2 separate regions of the Gossypium arboreum genome follow, and region 2 is linked to region 1. Evidence: chromatin contacts called from public Hi-C data. All regions are on one chromosome and are shown on one strand. The core of a region is the stretch at or near the end of the contact, and the rest is flanking DNA. Distances in the headings are between cores, read along the strand shown.

What was found. Hi-C and Micro-C count contacts between places; a contact is called where the count stands out from the background.
Region 2: a contact with region 1 is called in a Hi-C map of leaf, with 4 times the contacts expected there. The contact joins the promoter of LOC108474626 here to the promoter of LOC108471056 in region 1. A contact is called at or near these places in 2 of 5 Hi-C or Micro-C datasets (both in leaf).

Annotation. Positions count from the first base shown.
Region 1 is chr3:116,420,862-116,423,561 of ASM2569848v2, reverse strand. It overlaps LOC108471056 (QWRF motif-containing protein 2), which reads right to left and starts at 1,376. Exons shown (of 6, transcript XM_017772625.2): 1 at 1-1,376. The coding sequence starts at 1,061.
Region 2 is chr3:116,680,092-116,682,791 of ASM2569848v2, reverse strand. It overlaps LOC108474626, which reads left to right and starts at 1,251. Exons shown (of 13, transcript XM_053025821.1): 1 at 1,251-1,781; 2 at 1,988-2,159; 3 at 2,344-2,424. The coding sequence starts at 2,014. It overlaps LOC108475157 (increased DNA methylation 1-like), which reads right to left and starts at 837. Exons shown (of 1, transcript XM_017777148.1): 1 at 1-837. The coding sequence starts at 837.

The DNA of each region.
Region 1 (2,700 bases), core at 127-2,626:
CACCGGTTATGAAGTAGCCTCAACAAATTAGCATCCGAAACTTTGTTCTCCCCAATCTTAAAACCATCACCAACAAAGCTCAAAATCGACAGCCTAGTTACCAAATTATCATCCAAACCATTCCTCAGTCTAGGACTCATTCCCCTCGTTGAAGATGACCCAAGCTTACTCGGTGACGCAGGCCGAACTGGCCCATGAATTGGCGGTAACTGTCCTCTGCTATTCAATACACCGTTTGGAGACGAAAAAGGAGTATCAGCTCCGAACTTGTCTGGTACAATTAGCTTAGTGCGCGCTGTATTTTTCTTAGGAACCGGCGAGCCAGGATGGGACCGGCATACCCGATTAGCAGTCTGTTGCCAGGACCGAGCGGAGACCATTATTCCTGGAGGCCCACGCTTAACGTCTACGTTAGCGGAGGAACTTTGTGAAGAACCTGACGTACTACCAGAAGAAACACTTTCAGTATCAGAAGCAGCGAGACCACGTTGAGCCTTAGATTCAACAGGAGTAACGGCTCTTATATCTCTATTATCAGCCATGGAATCTTGCAGTGGCCCAAGTACATTGCCATTAACAGAACCGTTTAATCTCTTCCTCTCATCGGTGCAAGCCATGCTTCTACTAGCCACAGAGTTGGGTAGCCTTAACCTCGCCGGCGACCGCTCCGTCTTTGAAATTTCGGTTTGCTCTGTTCTTCTCGTTTCCAGCGTCGGTTTGCGCCTCTTGGTGGTTTCTTTCTTTGTGGGGCATGGTGATGGAGCTGGTGTAGCTTTGCTAACCTTGTCAGCAGTGTTATTGTTAGCGTTGTCAGTTTTCAAACGCATAGGTTTATTAGACGGCGGGGTCACCGCATGTCTCCTCTCCACCGGTTGAGACCTCTTAATAGCCGATGAAGTCGTGTGTTTTGTGGAAGAATTTGAGTGGGATGAGGAGGTGGACAAACATTTTCGGGAATTTTGAGGGGGCGGAGGGATGGAATTGTGGGGGTCGGAGGGCAACAAGGGAGGCAGTAGTCCAGTTCCTCCCAGGTGTTTGGGGTTTAGGGTAGCAGCAACCATTGGGGGGGCACTCACAAAATTCAATTCCACAGTCTGATCCTTTAATCTCACTCTCTTCCCAACACCTAAACGTATCTAATCATAAACACCTCCAATTTTATATTGAAAAAAACTGTTGGGATTTAACAGATTTTATTCTTTAAACATAAAAACTCAGAATTTTCATAGAGGAGAGAGTGAGAAGGATGTGGGAAAAGATTAGATTAGATTAGATTAGATTAGAGAGCATAAGGGTGGTAATGCTAGGAGTGGCCTATGTAGTATACATTTTGTTTGTAGTATGGAATTTAAAGTGAAGGGAATCTATTGCAGTGGCGGGGTTTTATGGGGATGGATGAGTCGCGTGGAGGAGAGGCAACCTCTGTAGGTCTGTTACTAAACTACTTACACGTGGCTGCCACATTTCTAGTTTCTTCACGAGAAATTACTTTATAAATTCTTTTACCATATTATTTATTTATGGTTCCTACCAAAGTAAATATATCAGTTTTTCACAATATGGAAAAAAGATATGTATTTATTTTTAATTGATAAGAATTATGGATGATGTGGTAAGAAGTAGGGATGAAATTAGGGAGTTAGTAGGGAATGTAATAAATTTAGTAAAATAGAATTTTAAATATTTTTTTAATTTTTATTTTATAATTATTATTACAAACATGTGTGAAAGATTTAAGTGATTAAAAGTTCTAATGATTACTCATAGTGCATAGGCTTTAATTGAAGGCTGAAATTGCAATTACAATAGCTATTGTCAACAACTTGAGCAACATTTGGAGTGATCGTATTATGATAACGTGTTATAAAATAAGAGAGATGGAGAACAAAGAATAAAGAAAATATAAAAGGAATAAAAAAATATACTTTATTGATCAAATGGATGATTACAATACTTCGTCAAAGTCTCTATTTATAATTCTACTAACTAAGTATATTAAAACTTTATATTGATCATGATGGGCATCCACTTAATAAGATATTCATAACAAAATAAAATTTATAAAAATCATTAAAATTTATGATAATTATTAGATATTAATTAAAAACCATAAAAGTTTATAAAATTTAGAAAAATTAATTTATTAAAATTTTAGAAATTAATTAAAACCATATAAATTATTTATTAAATGTTTTTAAAATTATTTTCTCATTTTACTAAATTATTTAACTAATATAATTTATTTTAAGTATATCAAACATTGGAATTCTTTTTTTTCTTATGCATACTATTGAGAGTTCTTCTAAAATGTTATGCCTTCTTAATAATCAATGGCTTTTTTAATTAATGGTAAGTTGCTATATTTTTATAAAATGAGAAAAATAATTTTTATAAAATATTTATATTTTAAATATAGCTTTTAATTAATTTTTAAAAAATTCTAAATTAAATTTCTAATTTTTAACCATTTTTAATATTTTTTAAAAAATTATAAAAACTTTATGGTTTTAATTAGCTTTTAGTAATTATTATAAATTTTAATGATTGTTTTATAAATTTTATCTTTTTATAATTCTACGCTTGGACTACCATTTGCTCAAATATATTGTGTACTACAAAATTATGGACTCCACGGAGCGCAAAGGGAGAGATGACGATGAAATAATGAGTCGGTCGTTAAAGAAAGTTTGTATAAAGGAA
Region 2 (2,700 bases), core at 2-2,501, 260 kb before region 1:
AATTAACTCCCCCCCATCGCAACAAGCAGAGCAAACATCATCACTCCCACGTGGATTCGAATCGCCCTTCTTCGCAGATGTGGGGATCGTCATCATTGAATCATGAACTTGCCTTTGACAATCAGAAAGAGACCTGCCACTGCCATCGTCCAAGATTATATTAGCAGCCGGCCTATGGTTGGTACTACCCGCATGAGCCTCAAAGGCGGTGAGAGCAAATACCCTGAAACAACAGTCACATTGAATCCCAGTACGAGTTATCCTTCCTCTCATCAATGGATTCCCTGCCTTATTCCGGTAATACACTTTCCCCAAAATCGAAACCACATTGTTGTCTATCAACCAAGAGAGAACAGTTCTTGGGTTACGATGAGATGAATTCGGAACAAGATGCTCTCGTATTCTAATACTCTCTCGTTTGATCACCCGAGGCTCGGCTTGATTTTCTTGTTTTCTCACCTTCTTCCCTCTTTTGGGTGGCGGCAGGGATTTAAATGGAAGAGATTTAGGGAAAGCTGGATTTTCTTGAGTTAAACTCTTTCTTTTCAAGGGTTTCTTGGGCTCCAAGTCAGCAGCCACGGCCACGGCCATTCCTCCTCCTCCCTCGGCCCCGGATGTTTCATCGATGTAACCTTTGCAGGCAGCTTTGAGTGTATAGTAAACCTTGCCTTGCGGTGACTGATATCGTAACTCTTGTCTTCCGTTCTTCTGAGCATACCAAAAAACCCAACCCATGGAAGAAAGATGTTTTTTGGCTTGCAGGGTAGTTTCACTTCTCTTAGTACCAGGTTCTGCTGTACCCCCATTCTTGTACCAATTGAACACCGCATCTGCCATGCTTGACTTTTTAGGATAAACAGATTAGATATGATATAACATTAGTTTAAATAAGTCGACTTCTACTTCGATTAGAAGTCTTGAAGGATAAACAAAGCAAAACTGAGAATTTTATACTCTTGGGTTTATTATTTATAGTAAAATTTTGGTGATGTCGAAATTAGTTTTTTTATGGCGAAGTGGGCAACGATTGAGCTTAAGATAATTATGAAAATTTGCTGTTATTGGGTTGGGTCGCAGCTCAGGAAGTCCAGTTGAAGTTAGATTCATATAAAAACTCGTATTTAACCAAATTAATACTTTAAATCAAAATCAAAAGTTCTGTTTTTACTTTTTCCATGAGAAATTATTTTCAAACTTTTAAAAACAGATAATCAACAGTTCAATCTTTAGCCACCCTTTTCACTTTTTTATTTTTAAAATTTAAGAATCTACAAATTTAATATTTCTTTTTTCTTTAAAAACAATTCTACAAACTTCTCCCAGAGTCCGGGAACTCTAAACCCCCAAACTCGCCTCCTAAAAAGTAAAATTACTTTAATCACGTGTCTAACCCTAATTCCACGTGCTCCATCCCTACACTCGCCTCGTGTCCCAACCTGCCAATTCCCGAATCCCCGTTCGCTTTTCTTTTTACATATAAATTAGGGTTTGTGTAATTTTCTAAATCCATTCCCTTCCCTTGGCTTTATATTCTAATAGGGATTTTCTGTATCACTTTAATGGCTGCATCCTCCTCCCATTCGCTTCTGATATCGTCTTCCTTGTTCTGTTTGGATTCTTTTTGGGTTTTTCGTTCTGTCTATCGTTGTTTAATTTCAAACCTATCTCATTCTCAGATTCTTAGTCAACCTTGTAGTTTCTAACATATAAAAACCGACGGCCGAGAAGTAGTCACCAACATGGGAAAACGTGAGAATTTTTTTCCTCTATTCTTTTTTTGGGTAATTTTTTCTAATTAATTTGATTAAATTTCTGCCTTTTTGACTTTCCAAATTGCTATGGATGTTAGATGATTGATTGTTTGGTGAAGTCGCGTTTGAACAATTTTCTATTATTTGTTTTGGGGTGTGTTTGGCGTCGGTTTTATATTTGTTTTGTTTTAGGTTTTATTTAAGGCTGAATAAAAATAATTATATGAATTTGGCAGGTAAAACTCAGCGCAAAAATGCGACGATGTTAGATAGTGACGATGATAATAGTAGTGTAAGTTCATCGTCGACCATGCGTTCCGATCGAATGTCGGTTTCCGGAACTGAAGAAGTAGAGCTTAATAAGGATAGTTTACTTGATGAAGCTGTGGATAATTTATACGAAAAGAGGTTAGATATAGTTGGATGAAAATTTGATGCATGGTTTTCTTGTTACTGTGGTTAAGGAAGAATAGTTTGGTTAGTTGAAATTAGTTACTTTGTCAAGTTCTCGAGATTTCTCAAAAGTTTTTAGAATAATTATGCTTTTGACTTGGATGTGGCTCAATTGGGCGTTTTTCTCCATTTGTTGAAGGGGTTCAACGCGAGAGAAGGCTTTGGCCTCGATTATCGAAGCTTTCAACAGCAACTTGCAGCATGAGTTCGTGGAGAAGAAGTAAGTTGCTCTCAAGTGTTCTTTAATCTTGGGTTTGATTTATTTTATTGCAAGAATAGCCCAAGGATTTAGGATCATGGTTCTTGAAACGCTAAGAATTAGGAATAGCACACATTCGGTGGGATTCATTAGTTAGTCAGACTTGAGATTACATATTATTAGATTGTCATTTTCTATTTGCCAAGTATATTTGCAGGTGTGGGTGGAAGTGTTTCTTATGATTCAAATTCATGGTACTTGGATCCATATGCTTCTAACAGTCATATTTTTGTCATT